2 separate regions of the Gossypium hirsutum genome follow, and region 2 is linked to region 1. The links are chromatin contacts, called in public Hi-C maps. All regions are on one chromosome and are shown on one strand. The core of a region is the stretch at or near the end of the contact, and the rest is flanking DNA. Distances in the headings are between cores, read along the strand shown. Region 1 has its middle 39 kb from the start of LOC107896791. Region 2 holds the start of LOC107896790 (F-box/kelch-repeat protein At3g06240).

Region 1 (5,015 bases), core at 1,005-3,504:
GGATTACCCGTCCGGGCTAAATCCTTTCTATAATGAGGTCAAAAGGATTACTCGTCCGAGCTAAATCCCGTCAGCAACAAATGCAGGACCCCATTCATTTCGAAAAATCACATATCCATCGATTTTCCATTTATTCAACCGAGATTTAAACTTTTTCAAGCATTATCGGGCATGTGATTATTTCATACATCCATAACATTCATATAATTCAAATAAACACATTCCACATTCATTTCAAGAATAAAAGTAATATTTTTATCATTTATCATTTTTCAGGCATTATCGTTGATCGGACTTTGTCAGATATATTTTCAATGTCATATATATATATACATGATATTTATACAATTCACAAACACAACATTTAATTCAAGCATATAAATATACACTATTTAGTTACACGAACTTACCTCGACAAATGTTCGTGTACGTAAAATCTACTAATCCGAAATTTTCCTCTTTTCCTCATTCTAGCTCCGAATTTGGTCTGTCCAGATCTATATGAGTAAATTTAACATCAAATTCAAACATCTTATATTCATTTGGAATCAATTTACATCCTCGATAAAATTACTATTTTGCCCCTAACTTTTCCATAAATTCCAGTTGTCCCTAGGCTCGGAAAATGAAATTTGTGCAATTTACTCCCTATTCCAAGCCTAACCGAAATTTCAATGTAGAATTTACAGCACATATTTTCTATAAAATTTAGAATTTTTTCTTTAATTTTCACAACTTTACATTTTAGTACCTAAACCATATTTTCATCAAAAATCACTTTGTAAAAATTATTTATCTATCAACAACCTTTCATTTTCTACCATAAATTTTAAATTTTTAGCATATTCATTCATAACCTGATTTCCATAAAATGTAGAATTTACAGCACATATTTTCTATCAAATTTAGAATTTTTCTTCAATTTTCACAACTTTACATTTTAGTACCTAAATCATGTTTTCATCAAAAATCACTTTGTAAAAGTTGTTTATCTATCAACAACTTTTCGTTTTCTACCATAAATTTTAAATTTTCAGCATATTCATCTATAACCTAATTTCCATACTTTGATAACTTTTCAAATTAATCCCCCAAATAGATAGATTAAGCTATCCCGATTTCAAAAATATCAAAATTACTAAAAACAGGACAAGAAAACTTACCCAATTTGGCCAAGAAAATTTCTTCTCTCTCTCCTAGGGTTTCCATGGAATATTTTGAGGAAGAAGATGATAAAAATGATTTTTATTTCTATTTAATTAATTTATCATCTTTAATAATTTTGATTTCTGATTTAGTCCTTAGCCTTTTTCTAATTTTCCATGGATGAATCATCCAAAAATATCTACTAACTTTTTATTAATGGCCTAATTACCATATAAGGACCTCAAGTTTCAAATTCCATAGCTATTTAATCTTCTAGCCACTAGAATTCAACTTTTGCATTTTATGCGATTTGGTCTTTCCCGTAATTAAGAACATTATCGGTAAAATTTTCTTATCAAAATTTTCACATAACATTTCTAACATAATATGGACCATGTAATAAAATAAAAATAAATTTTATTTTCGACTCGAATTTGTGATTCCGAAAGCATTATTCTGATTTCACTAAAATAGGTTGTTACAAACATCAGGGTCAGCACTATGAAAGGTGGTAACAGACTGAGCCAACCTGCCATAGAGTCACTCAAAGAAAATTTGGAAGAATTTTTAATTTAATATTATTCCCTTTCTCATGAGGGATTTTATTAATTTTCCTAGTGGCCTGAAAACTCCCTTCTTTACCCTCAATTATTTTCCCCGTATTCCAAGTCTTGCTAGCACCAGAATTTTGCAGTGGGGCCTTTTCCAAATTGACACCATCAGGTGATCCTTTTTCTTTAAAAGAAACAACAATATGCTCAGTGGGACTTAAGTCATCAGAATAATTGATAACCTGCACTTCAATCGACTTTGGCACCGAAGAAGCAGGTTTGGGAGTCAAAGCAGAATCCACATTTAAATTCGCCCCCTGGTCAACAAAAATAGGATTAGGACACGAAATATTAATGGGTGTTGAATTAAAATTAGAAGAATGTGTTTTATAAAAAACATTTCCATCCGTAGTCTTAAGAACAGAAACAGATGAGGACTTAGAAGAACTCCCTAGGTCTGTCGAAATATGGCTTGCGTTTGTGCAGATTGGGCCCACTCTATTAATGGCTTGGGACAGATTAATTCTGTTAGGATCGTTTATTTGCTTGCTAAAAGATGGATCTTCAGCTCCAATAACTGAAACCCCCACATCAGAAGACCAGCCCACTGACCCATTAACTCCTTGGTCAGCCAAAGGTAAATTAATAGACTCAACACCCCAAATTATCTCCTCCAAGCCGCATACTATTATTAAAATTAGGGCTACCCCGATATTTATGTCTTTGTTCTTCAACAAAATCTCCAGCCTTCAATCTCCCCTGAAAAGCGGCCAACTCTCCCTCAGCTCCCTTATTATGCTCTTTTTCCAAATCCTCCAAACCTTCCATATTAGCCGAAGCACCAAAATGGGAACCCAATTTGCCTTTTCCCTTAATATCCGCTCTAATTAGAATATCACTCCGAGGGTTTTGCTGATTTTTCCTCTCAACCACCATCCATGGTCTGTAATCCAAGAATTTTCCTCTTTTCCTCGTCTCCGTCGAAGTACCATTCTCCTGCTCCTTCTCTAGGCCAGAATCTGATTGCATCAAAGCACATAATTCCTTGGTATGGCCGTACTTCCCGCAAGAGAAGCAAATGGTCGGCAACGCTTCATATTAGACTCTCTGATTTCTGCCGTTCACGAGGGCTCGAGCAATCAAATGCTTGTCCAAGTTGATGCAGACAGCCATCCTGGCGAACCGGCCTCTAATCCTGCTATCGGTATTGAAATCCAACCGAACTAATTTCCTAATCGTACCTCCAATTTCTTCAATAATTTTCTTCTTGTATAAAAAACCTGGAAGACCTGGTAACCTTATCCATGCCAACACCATGCTCGGGTAAGGTTGTAAGGGGCTGAAATTTTTTGTCTAGGCTTGAACTATCAAATATTGACCATAAATCAGCCAAGGCCCTTGCGATAATACTTTAGTATAATCATCCGTGGATTGAAATTTAGCCAGATAATATCCATTCTAAATGTCTATGAGATGGAATGGCTTGGTAGGATTTCAAAGGCTACTAATTTGATTATTAAGGGCCCCGTACCCTATGTTTCTTCCAAGTAGTTTAATGACTACCGTGAGTTACATTTGTTGGAACAGTATTTTTTGAATCCTTTATGAGAAATCAATGTCAGGAATTCCTTTGACGATAGATCTGTGGATGTCTCATTCTATAAATTCAAGATCATCATCAGCATCGACACTAGGAGAACCCAACTCTTCTTTATCAATCGCTTCAGGATTAATCCCAGAAGTTTATCCTTCCAGGATATCTTTGGACTCGATCCAGATTCAACCATCACGTCAGTATCTTCCTCACCATTTCCTTCTTTAAAACAGCCTTTCTTTGTATTATGGTCCACATCCGCCCGAGACCCATCACCATCATCTATTACCAGACGAGAAGAATTGTTGCCAGAGTTCAGAGAGAATTATTCCATTTTACTCATGTTCTGAGCCCAATGTTTTTTCAATACAATTCCTATTATTTCCAATACCCCATAAATTAAAACAATACCCATCAAATCAGTTCGATCAAAATTTATAACCGTACCATTAAAATCAATTTCAGTTCATGTAAAATAAAATCAGACATTATTCTAAAATTCTACTGTAAACAAGCTTAAGAAACAATAAATAAATAAATAATACTTAATGAACCAAAAAAAATATTACCGAAAAGAAAATTAGAATTGCAAATCGCAATCTATTTCTGAATCCAAAACCAAATAAAAAAAATAGCAGCTCAAGCCACTAAATCTAAATAATCATAGAAGATAATTATAAATCAAATCAAATTTTTTAACCATAATGGATGAATAATAATTCACAAAAGACAAAATCAATAATTGAAAGTAGAAATTTCGTGGGTTTGGTCAACAATAATTTCAATTTCAAAGGAAAACTTAAAGTTTCGACGTATCAACCCTATATTTTGTGAAATTTCTATTTTAAACCTTAAAGCTTTTAACATAAATCTAAAAGATTTAATGTGTATAAGTGTTTTATATCAAATCCATAAAACTTGAAGAATGAATTAATCTATATATAATAAAAAATAATTTATTCTTAATTATTCAACATGATAAGGCTTGGATGCCACTTGTTAGAACCGTTAAAACAAAGTTTGATATAAACTTAAACCTATAAACCAAGATTTATCATGTCAAATCATCAAGAACAAATCAAGAACAAATGTAGATGCGAAAGCATACCTGAATTCATCGATTTTTTCAAATCTACTGATCTTGGGGTTTTGATCTTCCAAATTAGCACACAAGAAATTTAGAAAATGCGGCTCTCTCTTTTCTGAAGATGGGATATTAGAAAAGTTATCTTATGTGTAATTTGGGGACCATAACTTTAATATATAACTTTTGCACATTAACCTAATTTTTAATCAGCTCATCATTAATTAGAAATTAGTTACTAGAGTATCTACATATATTTAGTCCATATTTTATTTAATAACTAAAGCCCAATAAACCTTAACCAAATTAGTTCACTTTTAAATTAGGCTAATATTTTATGATAATAAATAATAACATGTAATTACCTTTATTATATATGTGATGTCTATATTTTCCAACACGAGTGTTTCACCTTGACGGTGTTTTGGTTGTTGTTTGCATGTACCGACTTGTTCTTATGGAGGTTTCCTTTAATAAAATTTATCTTCTAGCCGAGCAAAAAAGGTTTTCTTTTTTATCAGTTTGTAATTCTTTTTAACTACATTATTTAGGGGCCCTGTGGATGGACGTTTACTTTCGGTGTGGTGCGTTTAGCCTCTATTTTTTTTCACGTTATAGTATCGCTATAATTTCTAATCTC
Region 2 (5,015 bases), core at 1,197-3,696, 100 kb before region 1:
AGGTATCTAATAAGGACTTTAAAAAATTATTTGAAATTTCAATCTCCTAAAATATATTAATGTTATATATGAAGGTTACGAAATGAAATTATCCTTCAATTTCATTTATTAACATTTGGATAACTTATTTTATTTTAAACTTTTTCAATAAAATTTTAATTGATTATTGAAATATTGCTTTAATTTTTATTCCACTAATCAAAGAGCATTGGTTATAAAAAAAAAGCAAAAGAAAAAAAAAAGGATGGGTTAAAATGATTTCTGCCTTTGTGGTTATAAAAATTTCCCATATCCCATGTTTGAAAATAATTGAATAAATTAAACATGTTATATTAAATTTGAAGTTACAATTTAGTGTATTACAGCATTTCAATGTATTAATTAATAAATAATTTTTATTGGAATTTTGACACTCATATTTTAATTGTGAGATTTTTTTTTTGTTTTCTTCTTTCTCCTTTTTTTTACAATAATTTTTAAAAAGAATTTTACAAATTTTTTGGATAAGATTTTACAATAATTTAGAAAATAAAAATTTTACAATATTTTTAAGTAGTATAAAAAAGACTTTTAAAACATAATAATGAATTACATACTTGAATATACCATTATTAAATAAAAATTAGTAAATACTCTTAGATAGTAGAAGTAAGAGTTGAATACTTAGTCAAAAAATCTAAAATTTAAAATTATAAAATGAAATTTATTTCAAATCAATAACCCAAAAATATTAACAATAGAAATATTAAACATGTACTTTACAATTTTAATTATTTCAAAATAAATTTATAATTGAACACAATAAGTAGAGAAGAAAGTGAGTTATTGAATTGATGGTTAATCTAATTGAGATTGAAGAGAGGGAGTTTAGTTTTGCTATCATTTATGTGGTGTCACTTTAACATAAAAATAGTTTTTTTGGAATGTTCAAGAAATATTCATATTCACATTCATTTTATCCAAGTTATAGTCTGGTGACTCTATCTACTTCCAATGGTTGCTTTCAATAATCAGTTTTGTTAAGAGATTATCATGAGTTGTGGAGTATGGTGATTGGAAGGGATTTTTATGAGATGATGACCTGAGTTTTCATGAATTATGGATTGTTTCATATTGGAGGTTGATATGTTTGTATCAGATTTTTACCTTTTTGTCATGCTTCTATTTTCTGTTTATCAATGCTATCAAGTTTAGTGTTCTTTTTGTATTTTCAACTATTTCTTGACCAATTTTGATTTACTTATTTGCTCTTCAAGGATTACTATGTAATGTATGCTATCCCTATTCTTGATTTTTTTTTTGTTTAGTAAAAAATAAAAGACTGGGGTTATATTCCTAATATCTTAGATATTTTTAATTGGTTAATATATGATGTTAGTCTCTGAATTTTGTCAAATTTTGAGATTTAATCTATGTACTTAAAAAATAAAAAATTAGGTCTTCGTATTTTTTTATTTAAAAAGTCAGAGTCCAATCATTAAAATCTTAAATATTTTCTGTCAAAATTTATCAACTTAGAATTTTGATTAGGTTGTCCTTATATGACATAACATATGATTGATTTTAAATAAACATGTTAAATTAATGAATTTTGACAAAAACTACAATAACGGTAATGATTAAATTAGAATTTTTAAATTAAAAAAATATCAAGATTGAATTTTTAACTTTTAAAGTAGACACGCCAAATCTCAAATTATATATAAGTACAGGACTAACAAAATACTTTAACCTTTTCAATTTACGGATATGGCCATTATTGTGCTAATCCTACCCAGGACAAGCTCTTGGGTTTTGAGAATTACCAGAGGGCTCGGCCAGGCCCATCATTGTAGTCCAACAACATTGACCGTAGTTCAACTTTAAGTTAAATTTAGTTATTAGTCGCTGTACTTTATAAAAGTTATGGATTTAGTCTATATACTTTAATTTAGTTATTTTTAACCCTTTTACTTTTTAAATTTCAAACCTCATCAAATGATAATTGTTAAATTCATTAAGTTATGCTATTTTCAAAATATGATGCGACAAACATATTATCATATGTTTAATGTCATATCAGCTAATTATTTTCGCATATTATTCATTAAAAATATAATTAATGGATTAAAAATTGTATTTTGCATAAAGATTGAAATTTCAAAATTCAAAAAGTATAAGGACTTAGAATGATTAAATTTGAGAATATGAACTAAATTTACAACTCTAAATGAGTAGTAATTGAATTTAACCAAGTAAATTTAATTGCTACTTTTTGAAAAGGAGTAGATTTGATCAATTTAAAACTACAAAAATTAAAATTGATCAAATTAAATTTTAATGACTGAATCCATAACTTTCATAAATTACAGGGACTGTAATAGCATAATTTAACCTTCACTTTCTTTCACATCTTCAACATTGTTTTGTAATTGTTATATACCAAATAAGAAAACGTGTAATGTTACTTGTTATAGTTTTGCCTTCTTTTTTCTATCTTAGTTCACATTGTTTTCCCCCAAAAGAAATCATTCATCAAAAGACAGAGGAAATAGATAAGACAGAGAGGGAAGATGCCCGAAACAAGAGTTGAGGTACCAGAAATGGTGATGTTGGAGATTCTGTCAAAGCTTCCAGTTAAATCCTTGACACGTTTCAGGTGCGTTTGTAAGCCTTGGTGTTCATCTTTTCAAACCCCTCACTTCATTACCAAACATCAGCAAAACAACCTCCACAACAACAACCTTAATCTCCTCCTCAAACGTTGTCAGGGTAACACCCATGATGACATCTACTATTTATCTCAACTTTCAACTGAGAAAAGCCAAAACTTTTCGGTACAACACAACATTCACTTACCCTTTTTCGAGGATTGTTGGTATGCCCCAGTGGTTTCAGGTCCTTGTAATGGATTATTGTGTTTACATGATGCTGATAAGGTTGCCCTTTGGAACCCATCAACTAGAGAGTTTAAAACTCTCCCTCAATCCACAGTCCAACGCCCTCCTTTAGTAGATTCCACTAGTTTTGGTTGCGTTGGTATTGGGTTTGATTCTCAAAGTGGTGACTACAAAGTGGTAAGATTTGTTACTAATTATTTTGAAGAGAATGAAGATGAAGGGTTAATGGGTGATTGGAACCACCAAGTTGAGTTATATTCACTTAAAAGCGATTCATGGAAGGAGATTTCAGTTCCCGGGGTTCAACCTTATGGATCTCCTTTGTTTAATAATTACGTAAATGGGTTTTATTATTGGCAGGCAATTGGGGACTCTGATTACCTTATTCTCTCATTTGATATGGTCAATGAAAAGTTTTCTACTTTACCATTGCCTGAATTTGGTGGGTCTTTAGCTAAATACTATTTGGAACTTTTGGACTTCAATGGACTGCTTGGTGCTATTGTTTACCCAAGGGAAGGGACTGACAAATCTTTTGATTTGTGGGTTATGAATGGATCATGGACTAAACAATTCAGAATTGACTCTCTTCCTGGAGTTGAGAGGCCTTTGGGGTTTTGGAAAAATGGTGAATTGTTTCTCGAGAGCTCGGATCATGAACTCGTGTTGTTTGACCCCTCCACGCGAGAGCTTAAAAGTCTTGATATCCATGCTTATCAGGAAACGATGCAGATTATTGCTTATGTTGAGAGCTTGGTTCCAATCAATGGAAGATCAGAGCGCGAGGAACTTATAATACGTCGGCCGGCTGGAGACGCATCGAATTGATATTGAATATGAAAATGGATGGGGACTACAACAAAAGAGGTAAGATTTCATGGGATTTGCTCTCTTGATATGCAGTTTATGTCGACTATATTGTCTTTCTCCAAAACTGCTGTTATTGTTCGTTCTATACGTAAGCCAAAGATGTTAGCCTCTGCCTTGTCTGTATTTTTTTTGGTTGGTTCAGTGAATTTGCTAGATTTCTGCCTAGAGAATCAATTAGTTGTTAACTCTTCTCTGCAGATCTAATAACCTGCAGATACGATCTGCAGGTGCATATACATGCTGGATATGGTGTGCTTTTCGTACACGAATTGTTGTTTAGAGAGCTAGATGTCTCGAATCGATGAATGTAATTTGATGTTGAACAATAGGAACTATTATGATGATGATCATGACTTATTGTCAGTACTTTTAGATCCAAATGAAACAGTGTAATTAGCTCAAATAATTTTGTTTTTCTAGGAATCCACTGAATACAGATTGCTTGTCTGTGTTTTTTCTTCCACTTTTATTACAATTTCCATTCCCAATTGCTTGCCAATGCAACTTGGGGCAGCTTCTACTATCATGAATCATTATCAGCTAGTTTCTCATTTTTGCAGTGGTGTTGATGTATGCTTTTTGGACTAGAGTGTGTGTTGGGTACAGGTATGATCAATGGTTTTTAATGTATTTGGAGGATCATATTCTCATGCCCATATCTGGAAATCTAACACGAATGCTAGATATGGGTGCTTAAAGAAAACTGAGATGTTGGAGCAAAATTGGTAGTGATATGATAGTCCTCATGGCACCACTGTTAACTTATTACCTAGATTGGTGATCGTCCGTATCTAAAATGGTGCCTAACACTAGTTACGGATGCTTCAAGAAAAATGAAAAGTACAGAAGGAATCTTATGAGCTAGGTTGCTCTACTGTTCATTTATTTCGCGTAGTCCATATTTTTATTCAACATAAATTCGAACATGAATACACGACAATGACCCTTCAAGGATGAAACTTCCAAATATTTGAAAAACTTCAAAATTAAATCTATCTGTATCGAAGTACTTAAATTACTCAAATATGAAAGCATATGATATAACGGGGAAGAGATTGGATAAAGCAGATAATTAAGGTGAGGGCTTAAATTTCAGGTTTTCTATATATTCAGGGAAGCCGGGGTTCTTCATGATTCTTGCATGTCAGTGATTCAAGGATTATGTGTTTATTTTATTATAATTATCATGATCCAATGTTGATATATTAACCAATTAAACCTGCCAATGGGTTGGGTTACTTAGTCCAGCATAGCTCGAAGGCTAAC

What was found. A called contact is a pair of places that touch in the nucleus more often than the background predicts.
Region 2: a contact with region 1 is called in a Hi-C map of leaf, with 3 times the contacts expected there. The contact joins the promoter of LOC107896790 here to the enhancer-like site in region 1. A contact is called at or near these places in 14 of 34 Hi-C or Micro-C datasets (callus, cotyledon, fibers and 3 more).

Annotation. Positions count from the first base shown.
Region 1 is chrA10:81,445,845-81,450,859 of Gossypium_hirsutum_v2.1, reverse strand. No RefSeq gene overlaps it. Among protein-coding and RNA genes, the nearest start is that of LOC107896791, 39 kb to the right of the region's middle. Within about 2 kb of position 2,254, at least 9 of the 9 cell types and tissues checked have an H3K27ac peak or open chromatin away from gene starts, as enhancers often do. A contact at or near this core is called in cotyledon, fibers, hypocotyl and 1 more, where this site is marked.
Region 2 is chrA10:81,550,153-81,555,167 of Gossypium_hirsutum_v2.1, reverse strand. It overlaps LOC107896790 (F-box/kelch-repeat protein At3g06240), which reads left to right and starts at 2,446. Exons shown (of 2, transcript XM_041078879.1): 1 at 2,446-3,746; 2 at 4,310-4,697. The coding sequence starts at 2,553. The coding sequence ends at 3,707.